5 separate regions of the Mus musculus genome follow, and regions 2, 3, 4 and 5 are each linked to region 1. The links are chromatin contacts, called in public Hi-C maps. All regions are on one chromosome and are shown on one strand. The core of a region is the stretch at or near the end of the contact, and the rest is flanking DNA. Distances in the headings are between cores, read along the strand shown. Region 1 overlaps Sulf2 (sulfatase 2). Region 2 has its middle 12 kb from the start of Gm30908. Region 3 has its middle 16 kb from the start of Gm30796. Region 4 has its middle 27 kb from the start of Gm29679. Region 5 has its middle 33 kb from the start of Gm30908.

The links. Hi-C and Micro-C count contacts between places; a contact is called where the count stands out from the background.
Region 2: a Hi-C map of bone marrow-derived macrophages shows a contact between it and region 1, with 17 read pairs. The contact joins two enhancer-like sites. A contact is called at or near these places in 4 of 484 Hi-C or Micro-C datasets (the HL-1 cell line, bone marrow-derived macrophages, nephron progenitors and 1 more) and 2 of 115 datasets of contacts at active chromatin or transcription factors (embryonic stem cells and large pre-B cells).
Region 3: a Hi-C map of bone marrow-derived macrophages shows a contact between it and region 1, with 17 read pairs. The contact joins two enhancer-like sites. A contact is called at or near these places in 2 of 15 datasets of contacts at CTCF or cohesin (both in embryonic stem cells), 2 of 484 Hi-C or Micro-C datasets (bone marrow-derived macrophages and reprogramming fibroblasts) and 10 of 115 datasets of contacts at active chromatin or transcription factors (the NIH/3T3 cell line, cardiomyocytes, embryonic basal ganglia and 3 more).
Region 4: a contact with region 1 is called in a Hi-C map of bone marrow-derived macrophages, with 26 read pairs. The contact joins two enhancer-like sites. A contact is called at or near these places in 1 of 484 Hi-C or Micro-C datasets (bone marrow-derived macrophages) and 11 of 115 datasets of contacts at active chromatin or transcription factors (DN3 thymocytes, T-cell acute lymphoblastic leukemia, acute myeloid leukemia and 8 more).
Region 5: a Hi-C map of bone marrow-derived macrophages shows a contact between it and region 1, with 26 read pairs. The contact joins two enhancer-like sites. A contact is called at or near these places in 1 of 15 datasets of contacts at CTCF or cohesin (embryonic stem cells), 2 of 484 Hi-C or Micro-C datasets (bone marrow-derived macrophages and nephron progenitors), 2 of 115 datasets of contacts at active chromatin or transcription factors (cardiomyocytes and stem cell-derived neural progenitor cells) and 1 of 9 other capture datasets (embryonic stem cells).

What each region holds. Positions count from the first base shown.
Region 1 is chr2:166,083,898-166,086,696 of GRCm38.p6, reverse strand. It overlaps Sulf2 (sulfatase 2), which reads left to right. Exons shown (of 21, transcript NM_028072.5): 8 at 886-1,014; 9 at 2,255-2,311; 10 at 2,712-2,799. Among named protein-coding and RNA genes, the nearest start is that of Gm52534, 35 kb to the left of the region's middle. Within about 2 kb of position 1,531, at least 21 of the 459 cell types and tissues checked have an H3K27ac peak or open chromatin away from gene starts, as enhancers often do. A contact at or near this core is called in bone marrow-derived macrophages, where this site is marked.
Region 2 is chr2:166,481,682-166,484,703 of GRCm38.p6, reverse strand. No RefSeq gene overlaps it. Among named protein-coding and RNA genes, the nearest start is that of Gm30908, 12 kb to the right of the region's middle. Within about 2 kb of position 1,538, at least 56 of the 459 cell types and tissues checked have an H3K27ac peak or open chromatin away from gene starts, as enhancers often do. A contact at or near this core is called in bone marrow-derived macrophages, where this site is marked.
Region 3 is chr2:166,418,873-166,422,081 of GRCm38.p6, reverse strand. No RefSeq gene overlaps it. Among named protein-coding and RNA genes, the nearest start is that of Gm30796, 16 kb to the right of the region's middle. Within about 2 kb of position 1,576, at least 32 of the 459 cell types and tissues checked have an H3K27ac peak or open chromatin away from gene starts, as enhancers often do. A contact at or near this core is called in bone marrow-derived macrophages, where this site is marked.
Region 4 is chr2:166,535,763-166,538,830 of GRCm38.p6, reverse strand. No RefSeq gene overlaps it. Among named protein-coding and RNA genes, the nearest start is that of Gm29679, 27 kb to the left of the region's middle. Within about 2 kb of position 1,715, at least 21 of the 459 cell types and tissues checked have an H3K27ac peak or open chromatin away from gene starts, as enhancers often do. A contact at or near this core is called in bone marrow-derived macrophages, where this site is marked.
Region 5 is chr2:166,503,180-166,506,284 of GRCm38.p6, reverse strand. It overlaps the pseudogene Gm14267. Among named protein-coding and RNA genes, the nearest start is that of Gm30908, 33 kb to the right of the region's middle. Within about 2 kb of position 1,629, at least 5 of the 459 cell types and tissues checked have an H3K27ac peak or open chromatin away from gene starts, as enhancers often do. A contact at or near this core is called in bone marrow-derived macrophages, where this site is marked.

The DNA of each region.
Region 1 (2,799 bases), core at 282-2,781:
CACCCCGTCTGGGCAGTCACTGGTCTGGTGGCTGTTGAGGAAGAGATCTCAGACTTAAGCAGAGAGCCATTGTCCACTGGGCCTGCTCCTGGTGGCAACACCGAGTAAGCTGTCTGCCGTCTGCTCTTTCCTCAAGGACCGTGTGGGCCATGGCCTTAGCCGTTCTCCTTGGCCTAACCTTTGAAGTGGCAACCGGAAACAGAACCGCTTAGAGGAGGCAGAGTTGAATGAAAGGCTGGCAATCGCGGCCGCCTCATCTCTGTAGCAGCTGGGGGGCTGGGGGAGGGGGGGTCAAAGTCCAGTCAGGTATATCCAGAGGGAGGACTGGGACTTGCACAGCCCATCTTCCACGCCAGCAAGGGAGAGAGGCAGGAGGATACCGCCAGTGAGACCGCTGAACATCTGTCCACAGAACAGCTGGAGCGCCAACCCATCCCTCATAGTCTTTGCCGGGCCCCTCTCACATGGGTGGCTACTGAGTGGATCACCCTAATGTGATCCCAGGAGTGGGGTCCCCAAGCCTATGGGGCTTGTCACCAGACTCCTTGTTAAGAGCTAAAAGCGACACACGGCTGCCTCGAGGAAAATCATTCTGGGTCGAGTATAACAGGTGCTCAGAGGCCAGACTGTGCGTGCCCAGCCAGCAAGAACCAACAAGAGGGCGGGCATGAACCCTAGAGGCAGAGGAGGATAGTATTAGGGCATGTAACCTTGACAGTGCAGCACCGGACGGTCCGGCTGGAACTGGCCTCCCTACGGGTCAGAGTGTCAGGATGGAAGCTCTCTCATTTGCAGATGTCCCTCCCTCTTCACCTCCAGATGCCTCTGTCCCAAGCTAAGCTGCCACCCAGGTGGCCAAGTTTCCACTCCCTCTCTGTTCCCCAGGAACCCCCACATTGTCCTCAACATTGACCTGGCCCCCACCATACTGGATATCGCTGGACTGGACATCCCTGCAGACATGGACGGGAAGTCTATTCTCAAACTACTGGACTCAGAGCGGCCAGTGAACCGGTGAGAAGGAGCAAGAGAGACCCAGGGAAGGAGGCTCCCTAGCCAGGGGGAACTCAACCACGGGGAACTGGGAAGGCCACTGGAATCAGGATCTAGGTGCCCCCCACTAACCCATGAGAGATTGAAGGACCAGCCCTCTCTGGGATTCTATCCTCCCATTTGGAGCTAAGGACCTTCCAAAGCTAAAAGGATGAAAAGCCCAAAGTTAACAGTAGCACTGTGCTGTGCCCCGGGCACTCCAGCACGTTGGCCCTCATAGTAACCCAGTAAAGGAAAGTTGTGTTCTCTGAATCCTAGAGAGATAGAGGATAACCAAGAAGTCAGACTCTTCGTCACAATGGCTATGACTTTTGTGGCCCTATTGATGGGTGGTGGGACTGACCGGGAGTGTGTTCCAGGTGTCCTGGGTGGCTGAAGGAAGCAGCAATGAAATGGGGAAAACAAAACAAGGAAGGTGGAAAGGAAGGTGGCTAGAGATGAGGAACCAGAAAGGCAGGAGCGACCCCTTGTGGTCAACAGTGAAACTGCCCCCTGGATAACAGATCTTTCTGTGAGCCTCTCCTAGACTTTCCTCCCAGGGGGCCCAGCCCTGAGATCTACAGGTGGCTGGTGGCCCTGTAAGGTCGGTACATCTTCCAACGAAGGGGGCTGGAAGGGTCTAAAATGGACACATGCAGAGTGTAGGGGCACAGGACACTTGAGAATCGGGGACCACAAGGGGTCGCTCCTGCCTTTCTGGTTCCTCATCTCTAGCCACCTTCCTTTCCACCTTCCTTTCTGTTTTTTTTTTTTTGTTTTTTTTTTTCCCCCATTTCATTGCTGCTTCCTTCAGCCACCCAGGACACCTGGAACACACTCCCGGTCAGTCCCACCACCCATCAATAGGGCCACAAAAGTCATAGCCATTGTGACGAAGAGTCTGACTTCTTGGTTATCTCATAGATCAGGAGAAATGACCCCCTGCAGGCACTCATTAGCCCAGAACTGGGCTCCTGAGAGACTCCAAAACTCACACACAAACACACACACACACGTGCAAATGCCCATGTAACTGTACCCATTTCAACCACAAAGAGGCATTCAGAACACATCTTGGAGAAGCAGCCCTGTCCCTGGGGTGTGGAAACCTTTCCAGTGTCACTCAATGACTGCCACTTGGCCCAGGGTATGGAGAACCTGTGGACAGGGCTGGGGACACGGGAACCCGGCAGACAGGATGCTGGACCTGCTTGTTTTCTAGGTTCCACTTGAAAAAGAAGCTGAGGGTCTGGCGAGACTCCTTCCTGGTGGAGAGAGGGTGAGTGCCGGCCGGGCAGGAAGACCCCCATGAGGAGTGGTCACAAGACTGTGGGAGGCTGAATAGTGCTGTGCTAGTGACTGGGTGACTCAGAGCTGTGTCCAAATTCCCTGTCACAATTGGGTGGCTCATGCAGAATTCGAATCTGGAGGCCACATGTCCCCATTCAACATACTTGGCAGAGCCTGTACGATGTCATCACTGTTCATTTAATCCTAACTCAGGCCATCTGGGATAGACAGCTCCTGTAGACTTCCCATTAAAACCCAGGTGCTCTCAAGCCACCAGCCACCCATCCTCCACAGTAGGTCTCCACAGAGCTATGCAGGGCCGGCAGCCTAGGCAAGCACAAGTTGCCCCAGGGCTCCACCCAGTTCAACCAGCCCCGCATCTCCCTCAGCAAACTGCTCCACAAGAGGGAGGGTGACAAAGTGAATGCCCAGGAGGAGAACTTCCTGCCCAAGTACCAGCGCGTGAAGGACCTGTGT
Region 2 (3,022 bases), core at 289-2,788, 400 kb before region 1:
CGGCTCTGGAACCTGCCTGGTTCCAACCTCTCCAAGTCACCACAGTGCTAAACAGCCACAGTCTCTGCAAACATGGCTGCTCCCCAGGAATTCTCATGGACACTGGCAAGCAACATTTCACCTGGATTTCCTCCAAACCTTGCTAAGGTGATCTCAGCAGCTGATGTGCTTTTATAAAAAGGATATGTTTTATGGAGCACAGTATGGTGAGGTGGGAGGGGGTACCTCAGCCAGCCTATGCTGAGGCATCCCTCCCCTCCATTCCTAGGTACCAGCCATATGATAGGTCTAGTACAGAATAGAGTTCATTTGGAGGCATGGGAAGGAGAGTTGAGGGGATGGAGAGAGAGAGAGAGAGAGAGAGAGAGAGAGAGAGAGAGAGAGAGAGAGAGAGAGAGAAGAGGAGAAGAGGCTGGCCAGGCCAAGAACATGTGAGGGTCGGGGAGAGAAAGGTGTTAAGGAGGGCAAAGGGAATCAGGGTTCAGAGTCAGAGAGGCCCATCTGTCCCTTTTATAGGAAGCCAGGCCTACTGGCTGTTGCTAGGTAATTGTTGGGCGGAGCTTAGAAGGAATGCTAACAGCAGCCATGACACTTGGCATTTGAGAGACCAACTCAACACACTAGTCACTGGTCTTGGTCAGGAAGCTGACCTGTTCTTCATGGGCACTTGTGCCTGGGCATTTGCATGTGGGAAGAGAGACATTGTCACATTGAAATTACCTCGACTATTCTATTTTCCCTTATATTTCTTCTTATGTTATAGCCTGGACATCAAATTTAAAAAACAGAACCAAAAGGATCATGTGTGGGACCAGAGCGATGACTCAGAGTTTCAGTACGCTTAGCTGCTCTATCAGGGGTGGGGGCTGGAATCTGGTTCCCAGTGCCAGTGTTGGGTGGTTCACAGAGGTCTGTAACTGCATCACCAAAAGATCTGATGCCCCCTACTGGCAGACACACGCACATAAAATAATAAAGCAAATCTTAAAAAACTATATAGATTATACTATCTGTGACTTTCATTTTAAGTTTGGACTACAGTGGAAATGAATTTTGAAATTGTATCTACAATGTAGCTTCAGGACTGTTAGGGGGGAGAGCTGCTCTTCCTTAGATGTAGCTCTTTCCCCAGGGAGCCTGTGACCTCATTTGAAGGAGCTTTTGAGCGCTTGCTAAATCAAGCCAGGTTTTCATGGCAAGAGCGCCTTACTTTTCTTCTTAGTTGCACGTCCTCCTCTGCCAAGACTCCTCTTACGGCCACGGCTGGAGGCTGGTGTAATTTTTATCCTTACATCCTCGGGCTGTCGAGACATGCCTGGAATTGTCCCCATCAAGTGTGGCAACCTGGCTCCGGTTTGTTACAGATGCTGCTGAGGCTGCTGCCAAATTTAGGCCACTGTCAGTGAGCAAATAATTTGTCCCTCCATAGGAGATAGAGAGACATCAACTCGAAGGAGCAAGGCAGGAAGCTTAGTCATGCAGATGGCACAGAGCACAGAGGGCAGAGGAGAGGCCTCCTTCACAGTCTGCAGCAGCCTGGGGTCTGGAGCCTGGAGGCAGCTATGGAAACACTGGCCAGGGCAGCCTGTGCTCGGCTCAGCCACAGAGGCTCCAGACAGGAGCAAACAGCACCGGTTCCCAGGACACCGAGAAGCAAGAAGTTAGCCAGAGGCTGCCTGGTCCTCAGCACACACAATGGGGGTCATTCCCCATGGAATCTGGAAGCCTCAGCTGATGCTCAACACACTGACTGGTTCTCACAGGGGACGGTGGGGGATGGGGGACGGTGACTTAGCAGCCAGGAGAGGTCTCTTGGATACTGGGAGAGCTGTCACTGTGATTCATGGCTCCTCTGACATCACAGGGAGGATGCAAAGTCAAGGTAGCCCAGGAAATGGGACATGGAGGCAGGACAGACAGACAGACAGACAGACAGACAGGCAGGCAGGCAGGCAGACAGGCAAGCAACACACACACACACACACACACACACACACACACACACACACACACACCACAGCAAATAAGGAATTGATCAGATAGGACGCCTTTAGTTCTTGTAAGCCACAGACATAGCCCTTTCCAGAAGAAGATCCACTAAATAAGGTATTCTGAAGCCACATGGAGACTGAAGACAGTAGGCACAGACCCCAGGGTTCAAATTATGCATCATCGGTGTCTTTTCACTTTTCTTCTTATACGTGGAGAAGAAAACAACCAAATAGTCGAAGAAAGGGAGGCTCCACATCAGAACCAGTAGAGGGTCTGAGCAGGAAGCCTTGGCATGGCTGTCTGCTGGCACTGGGAGAGGCAGGCACCCCTCTATCTGTGAAACGGGAGTGATGCTGGCCTTAAAGGGCAGGCTTCTACTGAACACTCTGGGGTCAGTCCTGGAACACTGGGCCCTCCAAGAGATGACTTTTTAAAACGTCCTCTTGCACTTGGCAAGGCCTGGGTAGCCCAGTAATGCTTATCCTGCTAAACGTTTCTGGGTAGAACTTTCTAGATGCCCCTTGGTGTCCCTTGTCTGCTGTTATATTAATACAACCTCCTATTTCTCAGTGTAAAGATGTTCTCACATGCGCCATGGCTTGAAGTGTTCACAAGGCTGCGTTCTGGTCAGTAGGAAGGGAAGTGATGGTCTGAGTTCCACATTGTGTCCTTCAACATGAGTCTGTTCCCCCGTCTGTACTCTTCCTACCTTTGGGAGTGTGACTCTGTTAGTGACTCTGTGGGGGCGGTTTAGGGTCGACATTCCGGGAGGGTGGGGCCACAGGCAGGGCCTGTTCCCCAGTGTCTCAGAACTGCAGCTTTAGGTATGGGTAGAAGGGGCAAAGGGGCGTGGGACACAGCTTATGGTTGTAGACTTGGCCTCTGTGTCTCCTTTACCCACAGGACCTGAGTTCTTTTGTCTGTCCTTGCTTGAAAACTCCAGTCTTCCCTGATTCCACTTGACTTCTGAATTATATCTTCCACCCCTGCTCCAGGTGAGGGACCAGCATGTATCGGGTGACCTGAGAGT
Region 3 (3,209 bases), core at 327-2,826, 340 kb before region 1:
CTCACTCAGCAGCTGATGTTGAGTTCAACATGAAGTGTTTAAGGCAGGCCTGGCTCTAAAGGCTACAGGAAGCCCTGGGCCATGAAAGACTGTTCTCTGACATGAATATCTAGGAAATGTAGTTACACTTTAGAAGAGATAGCAAAATGTACTACTTTAGAATATTTCAGAGTCATTAAGAGAGTAAGGCAGCAGACACCATGTAACCTTTTAGAAAGGATTCCTACCTTTTTTTAAAAAAATGTACTTACTGCTGGGGAATGAACCTAGGACAAGCATTCTACGAATGCGCCTGGGATGGCAAATCTTCCACCACCCAGAATGCATTATCTAGGATGGTCAGGCAGGATGCGTGGCTGCAGGGTTTAGTGACCTCCCCTTTGCAGGGGATAGCCTCGGTTAAGGTCACCCTCATCTTTAGAAAGGCCAGTGCCACCATGTACCTGACTCCACATCCCAGCTAGACGATCCTGAGAAAGTCACCGAACAGAATGCTAATTTCAGATTGTAGAGACGTAAATGGTATTTAAAGTACAAAGAGCTTAGACTGGCACACAGTCAACCCTAAACGGTGACTCTTCGAGCATGTGTCTTAGTTAGGGCTTCACTGATGTGAAAAGACACCATGACCAAGGCAACTCTTATAAAGGCAAACATTTCATTGGGGCTGGCTCTCACTGTCAGATGTTCAGTCTATTATCATCATGGCAGGCAGCATAGCAGCGTGCAGGTGCTCATGGTGCTGAAGGAGTGGAGAGTTCTACATCTTTATCTGAAAGCAACCAGGAGGAGGTGCTCTTTTGTAGGTAGCCAGGAGGAGGTTCTCTTCTATACTGGGTGGAGCCTGAGCATAGGTGGCCTCGAGGCCCACCTATGAAGTGACACACTTGCTCCAACAGGCCATACCTCTTCCAATAAGGCCACACCTCCTAATGGGCAAACATTCAAACCACCAAGCATGTCTGTTATGTGCGTGCATGAAGTGTATGCACATGTATGCACACACATCTGTGCACATTGTGTGGAGGCCCAAGGACATCAGGAGCTCACTCTATCCTCAATCACTCCCGATCCCCTTCTTTGAGGTCCGATGGATGCTTAGTTTTAATTGCCCACTTTATACAAACTAGAGTCAACTGGGAGATGTCTCCGTGAAGGATTGTCTAGGTTATGATGGCTTGTGGCGTGTGTGTGTGTGTGTGTGTGTGAGATTGTCTTGATTTCATTAGTCCACTCAATACCTTCTTGTCAGGTGTCAACGTCATTAAGGTTCATTTGGGCTTAGAGGTTGAAGGGCTACAGCCCAGCATGTGGGAAAGGACAAGCAGATGCAGGAGGATGAGGAGCCTGGCTGGTCCTGCTGCCTGTGGGGTCAGCAAACAGATGACACTCCCCCCCCCCCCCAATGATGTGCTTTCTCACAAGCGTTGTCTCGGAATCTTCTTAGTGCTCCTTAGACACTTCAGTGCTGGGAGCTGCCTCCGGGAGCCAGGCATTGACTGGTTTCCACAGTTTCCAGGGGTGAGCGTGTGACTCAGACTTGTTCCTCTCAGGCCCCACGAGGCTGGGGATATGACCGGCTCAGGATGAGGAAGCTGCTCTTTGCAAAGGGACCTGGGGTGGTTGCCGTGGTTCCAGAGCACAGGCCCCGTGGTGAAGCCAATCTAAGCAGCTGTTCTGGGACAGACAAGAGGCCATAGCATCTGAACAAGGAAGCTTTGGTCTTCAAAACTGGGTGTGCCCAGTTCTTTTGATTTGGTGTCTTTGAAGTTGGATGTCTAAACTTATGAACAACTGTGACCTGGGCCTGATGTCCATGGTCCCTGCAGGCCCATAATTCCCCTGGGATGACACTTGTCTGCCAGGACCTCCCCAGCCTCTGATGTCTGTTTTCCTTTAGTTCATTTGTCCTGCAGTATTAAAGCTCACACGATGCTCTGTGCCCATCCAGCCCACCCAGGAGTCCCCATGATGGTGGCTCATTGCTTGGTTGGTTTGATTATTTAAAAAAAAACAAAAACAAAATCAGATTCCCTAATTGAACCCCTTAAGTGTGTTTCCTTTGAATGCATTTTGGCCACAGTTATTAAATCACAACTGTATCACCCCTTAAATTATCTTGAAAACAAATCAATAATTTATTTAACCAGAGTCAAGAAAAGAAGCAGAGAAAGGAAAAGAAAAAAAAAATCCCCCAAAGAAATCTCTCTAATGAGTTTTACTTGGAAGGAAGCCGTGGACGAACACTGGGAAGGAATTTCGCTCTAAAGCAGGGCACACAACTAGCTGGGAGAATGAAAGTGACCTACTTCAATATTGTTCATTATTGCTCTCTCTGACAACTAACTCACCTTTGTTAAATGTCAGCTGTTTTCTGAGCACGCGACAGGGCCAAACAATCTCATGACATTCCCGATAGTGAGTGACAGCACTTGGACCCCACGTGGGAATTTGTTTTATTCTGTGAACTGAACATCTGAGATCATTACAAAACCCAGTAGCTCATTCGTGTCTCCAACCTGGACCCCCGGGGGGCAAAATCGGATCTAATTCAAATATCACTCTTTAAGTGCCCTGTGCTTTAATTGAGTTTCTAGGGGTCATAGCTCATTGGTACTGAGTAGGACAGTTCCCCATGGAGTGACAGACGTGGCCTTACATTCTCTAGGACCCGAGGCTCCCGTCAGTGAATCTGCTGGCAATCAGAGCATGTCTAATTTTGAGCAGGAGGAAAATTCCCCAAGAAGGATGGAAATGTCTCCTGGGGGCGGCAAGAGCTGGACAGACACTGAAGCAGAGAGGAGATTGGGGGGGGGTGTTGCTGTGCTCCACCCCACCCTTTCCACACACTGACCTGTGAGTCACTGAATTCTACTTAGAAGCCATCAGGATCTGCGATGAGGGGTCTCTGGGGCAAGTTGATTCACTAGACTAGATGAATCGGGGTGCTCTGGGTTCAGTGAGAGACTCCACTTCAGGAAATAATGTGGAGAGTGAATGAGGAAGACATCTGGCCTCTAAAGGCATGTGTGCTACACATGTTAACATGCAAACACATGTGTACTACATGTGTAAACACACAGACACACAAGGGTACTATACACGTGAACATGCAAACACACACGTGTGCTAATGTGTAAATGCACAAACATATGTGTTCTACACACAAGAATGTACAAACACACACATGTACTACACAGGTGAACAGA
Region 4 (3,068 bases), core at 466-2,965, 450 kb before region 1:
AGGAAGTCTCAGCTTCTCACCAATTCCAGACCAGCAGAGGGGAACCCATCCCAGATGGGAGGAGAGTGCTCCCCATGTATGGTGCTCCCATACCTGCTGCCCGTGCAGGGCACTAACAGGGCCACCTGGATCGCAGGCTCTGAGTCACAGTCTGGGCCCGGACACACTTGTGTTGTCACACTGGCTGGGGCTGCCCACCCACTCAGATTTTTTATAGTGAACACATCACTCAGCGGGTGCGTTTAGAAACGAATGTGTTGTTAGCATTGCTGAAGCCTTAAGTTACTGTGAGAAAACAAAAGAAACAAAATTTGTTCAAGTATCAACCTCATTCCCACATCCCCCACCAGGGAGGAAATACAAGGCTGGCCAGGGGAGGGTAGGAGGACTCCTCACTTGCAGATATCCAGCATGCCCCCCCCAACCTTGTCCATCCCTCACAGCACTAAATTCCATGCCAGGACAGCTCTGGTGATTGGCTCTCTCCTCCTTGGTGCTGCCAGATTGCCAGGAGCTCTCTCTGTGTTCCCCGTCTTTCTACTGTCACCGAAAGGCTTTGATTTAGTTTATTTATCCCCACAGCTCCAGGGGGAGGGAGCTGGACTCCTGAAAGATCACCTTCACCAGTCTGCAAGGTGAATGATTTCAGGGGAGAATAACAGGTGTTGTCTGTGGAAAGCCCATGTCGCCTGTGCCCTGTCACCCAGGAGACTGAGCTCTAGAGCAGCCCATGGGAGCACACCATCGAGGGCACACCATGGAGAAAACGTGGAGGACAGATGGAAAGGCGGGGAGGGGAGGGTGGCTATCCTGACAGACAGAAAGCCAAACCCCAGACTCAAACATGTGCTGAACTGTGGGAGAGAACCAACCAACAGCAAAAGAGAGGTGTCCAAGGTCACGGGCTGCGTGGTGGATTTGGAACAGGTGTAGGGCTAGGCTAGAGCAACCATGACTGTGTCTCACACAAAGGGATAGAGACCCTCACTCCACGACACCAGTGATGGTTTCTAATTTCACCTCCAGAGTCGATGGAGGGGCCCCGGGGCCAAAAGGTTGGGGGCTTTTTCTGCCCTTTTCTTTCTCCTAGATAAGATTTCATCCAGAGAAAAATGTGTGTAGGCACAAGTGTGTGTGTATAAGTGTGTGTGTATGGGTGTGTGTGTGCAAGTGTATGTGTCTGTCTGTGCGTGTCTGTGCATGTGTGCATGTGTGTATGTGCTAGTGGGCAGGAATGTGTATGTATGTGCATGTATGTGCACATGTCTGTGTTTGCATGTGCATGTGTGTATAGAGTTGATAGATAAATTTAAATTCAAGATCCTCAGTTAAATTTGAATTTCAGATAAATAACAAATTGATTTATTCTAGTATAACTCTGTCCCAAGCAATATTTGGTACATATTTACATTTTTTTTTTTTTTTGTTGATCTGAAATTCATTTTTTCTTTTCTAATTCCAGGAAGCTTTGGTTTATGTATGTTTAAGGAGAAAAAAGGATTTGAAAATGAATCTGTTACCATATGGTATACTCCTTCAGGCCTTAACTGTATGAAGCCCTGCTTCCCCAAACTGAACCCTGCAAACAAGATTCTAGACCATTCTTCTGTCCCCATGAACAAAACACACTCCATCTCATGGGGCTACAGCCAGTTGTGTTCACAAGGGAAGAAGGGTTGGGCTGCTGTCACTTGGTCATGTGGCTTCCTCTTGCTTCCTGCTGTTGGAAGGCCAAATGTGGTGACAGCAACATTTGTTCCAATGGTTCCCTGGGGAGGAGGGGCAGATCTAGCCTGAGAGCACCAGTGCACTTGTGTGATTGTATGTGTGCGCGAGTGTGTGCACGTGTGTGTGAGTGTGCATGTGTGTATGTATGAAGGCCTGCATATCACCCTTGAGGGACCTGGGAGTCTGCAGAATGCCTTTTGGCTATGTTTTCCCATAATCCCAGCAAGCCCCTTGGGCATCATGCTCTCAGATAAGATGGTTAACTCTAATTGTCAGCTTGTCAATACAACTTGAATACCCTGGAGAAAGTCTCAGCGGGGGGTATTGTCTATATTGGGTTGGCCTATGGAAGAATATTTTAATTAAGCTAATTAATGTGTGAAGACCGAGCCTACAGTGGGTGGTGCCATTCCCTAGGCATGGGTCCTGAACTGCAGATGAATGGAGAATTCGAGCTGAGCTCAAGCAAGCTAGCATGTACGCATTCATTCTCTCTCCTCTCGATTGGGACTGTGATGTGACCAGTTGGAAGTTCTTTACTTGGCTTTCCCACAATGGTGGCCTGTAGCCTGGAATTTTAAGTTGAAATAAGCCTCTCTCTCCCTTAATTTGCTCTTTATTAGGGAGAGAGACAGAGAGAGAGAGAGAGAGAGAGAGAGAGAGAGAGAGAGAGAGAGTGTTTTAATCACAGGAACAGAAATGAAACCAGAGCACCAGGCACCTGGGGACTGGTGGCCCCATTTGGAGTCTCAGTGTCTGATGGAGACATGAGAGTCCTCAGAGCTCAGCTGTGCTCAGCTTAGGAAGTCACTTTCCTTGGGTCTGGTGGCGGTGTTGATGCTCAGCAGTCTCTAGGACCATTTCATCTCCAGCCCCTGCTGCTTCTGATGACACCATCTAGACAGCCTTTCTCTTCTCAGGTCCTGCATGCTCTGTGACATGCTTTTCGCACTGTGACTGTCTGTGGCTGGACAATGAGCCTCTCGCGCTCCTCAGGCTGTCCCAAGCCCCTCCTACCCCCCCACGGTGCATGTTTGCTCACAGGAACCTTTCTTTTGACACACACAAGCTGCTCTCTTTCTTCCGTACTCTTCTCAGTAGCTGTGCACCGAGAGAGGCTCGCTGATAGCTTTTCTCCGAGTTTTCTCATCTGAGTGGTTTTGGCCTGACCACTTTCTGGCTGAGCTTGAGGCAGATGCGATTTTATGAGGCTGTAAAAGTCAAGCTTTGAATGTGTTTCTATCAAATTGCTGTGGGAAGGAGACGCATTAAAGGCAAGGAAAATAATGAGGGCGGTCTGTGAGGAGTCAGGACGCTTGAAGCCCAGGGTTGCCAAGTTG
Region 5 (3,105 bases), core at 380-2,879, 420 kb before region 1:
TCTTAGAACTTTTGATGCTCCTGCCTCAGCCTCCTGTGTGCTGAGGTCCTGACAGATGGTCCTGCCTCTCTTCTTCTACTGCACAGCCATTTGTTGAGCAGGTGTGGAGAAAACACTCATGTACGCCGCCTCTCCTGCTTCTGAAGCAACAAAGAACACGAAGCATACGCTGCCCAGTGCTGAGACCTCTGCGCCTTGAACAGCAAAGGGAAAATGTGTTCTGGAGAGCACTGAAGAGAGAGCAGCTGGGGCGCTTCTAAGCAGTGTGAGATGATGTGAGGTGCTCCATGTGAGATGATGTGAGGTGCTCCATGTGAGATGATGTGAGGTGCTCCATGTGAGATGATTTGAGGTGCTCCATGTGAGATGATTTGAGGTGCTCCATGTGAATTGATTTGAGATGCTCCGTGTGAGATGATTTGAGGTGCTCCGTGTGAGATGATTTGAGGTGCTCCTGAGCCAGGAGGAAGCCGCATGGATCCTCACAAGTCTCTGTCTCTTGAACTCTGGGCAGAGAGACTGTTTCAGGCTGGCTTGACTTCCCCCATCTTAGGTTTCCTGCCCTTCACAAGGCTTAGCGGGCATGGCTTCAGCCTGGGTGGTCAGCGGCTCATGCTGCTGAAGTGACTTCTGTGGTTTCTTTGTTTTAGAGGCTTCTATTTATGGCGAGTAACATTGATTTTTTTTTTCATCTGCAGAACGAGATCATCAAGTTTCCCTTAAAGTAACTGGTTTCAGATGCATTTTGATGAGGCCATGCTGTAGGCAGGATGCGGCTATTTTAAAAGGCCTGATGGAGGCTGGGCGACATTCTTCATAAACGCCAGTGACGGGTGTGTAATTCAGGCCCTGGCCCCAGCCCTGCCTCATGCAGCCTCATGCCTTGCTCAGCCTCCTGCAGCTACAGGAAGAGGGTAGCATTCTCTCTTGTCTCCCCATTGCCCTCCCGATGTGCCTTCACCCCCTAACCTGCCATCCACCTCCATATTGGTCTGGTCCCTTGGGCCCTTCCACTGTGGGAGAACTTTCCCACCCCTAAAAGAATCCTCTCTCTTCTCTCTCTCTCTCTCTCTCTCTCTCTCTCTCTCTCTCTCTCTCTCTCACACTCAGGGGCAGGCATATCAGCTACCATTGAAATGCCTGTTACTCTTGGGCCTCCTTACAGAGCCTCCTAGTTCCTATATGGGTGTCCCGAGTGGTCCCACACTTTTCCATGACAACTAGTCTGATACCTGCTTGTCAGCTTAAAAGCCCTGAGCTAACCTGATCTCTCATGTTAATTCATGCTGTGTGTGTCTGGGGGGGAGAGGGGGATATGGTGAGCACACATGCAAATATACACACAGACACATTCACATATTCTCACACATACACTGACACTAACACAGTCACATACGTGCACATAACAGTGTACACACACAGACACACACAGCCATGCACACAACATTTACACACTTACACTCATAAGCATATAAGCATGCATACTAACACACACACAGACACACACAGACACACAGATACACACACAGGGTGGGGGGGAGCAAGTAGCTGATCTGTATGAATTAGCAGGAGGAATTACATCAGCCTGGCTTTTTGCCTTGCAAGGAGATGTCAGGCTGGTGTCCATACAGAGGGGAGGCACCAGAGGTCACACAAGAGTCCCAGTGCTGGGGTGACCAAACTGGGCCAAGTGGCAGGCTCTGGATTCTTCTGCATTCCTTGAACTAACATGACTTATTTTCCTAGACCCCTACCCCAGATCCTAGATAGTATCTGATCTTCAGTCTAATGGGCCCTCTAGTCTCCCTGTTGCTTTGATGGCAGAGATGCAGGTGGTGACCCCATGTCATAGGCAGATGCTGCTGCTGCTGGTGGTGGTGATGGTCGGCGAGGCTCACTTCTAGCAGCAGCTGCAGCAGCTGATATGGCAGGACCCCTCAGGGCTGGAGGCTGCTTGCAATCCAGAGGCCAGGCATGATCTCTGAGAGTTTTAGACTCCACCGTCCTTGTCCTGTCCTGTTCCCTGGGGGGGGGGGGCGGGGTGAGAAAGGGGGCGTAGAAGGCAGCTAGATTGAGGTGTATTGGCATGTGTGGCTGCTTCGAGTCCACAAATTATAACAACAAACGGTTCCTATTTCAGACTCATGTTCACACTTTTACAGGATCAGTATTGTATACTGGCCTCTCAGCAGAGCCGCTTACACTGTGCTTAGAAGTTTTTATTTCCTCTGTTGTTCACAGTGAGGAATGGATTTGCAGCACAAGCTGTATTTGTAGCAGGAGAGTGGAGGGCACCCCTCTCTTCACTCTCCACTCTTGTTGAGTCTTTTCCTCAGTGGCCAGTTTCAGACAATTGGAGTGTTAGCAGCCAAGCACCGAATCGGAGGGAAGGTTTAATGAGCGTGTGAGCTTTAGATGAAATGTGGCTGGTCATGCGTGTTACACAAAACATGTGTTCTCTCTCTGGGATAAAGAGGCAAGCCATCACAGCTCAGAGGTTAAAAGCAAAGGCTGCTCTTCCAAGAACCGGGTTTTGGTCTCCAGCACTTACATAACTACTCACAACTGTCTGTAACCCCATTTCCAGGTGATCCAACATCCTCTTCGGGCTCCCTCAGGTAGCAGGCTCTCTGGAGGTGCACAGACATATAGGCAGGCAAATCACCCATACCCATTAAATAAAAATGATGTTTTAAGAGGTTAAGTCATTGAGCTACAAATTTAATATTTAAAAACAGGTAAATTAAGCCTGTTTTCTCTATAGAACGCAGGGTCCTTGGCAGTAAGGCCTGGCTGCCTTCAGCCTGTGGTACGATTTCTAGTGAAATATCAGCACTGCTGACTTTCTCACAAATGTGTCTGTAGGGTTCCCTGTTCTCATGGAGTGTCGGGATGCTTTGGAAACCCTGTATGTACTTACGGCGAATGACCACACCGGGACAGCTTGTCAGGAGGCAGGTCAGCATGACTTAGGGTGACTGAAGGCTTATCAAGTTGGGGGACTGAGGGTAGGAACACCCAGGATGGGCAAGGGTGATTGGCTGGGGTCTGAGGGTGTTTAGACTGCCTCGTGAGCATGGGGAAGTATTTCAGAACTCTCAGGTG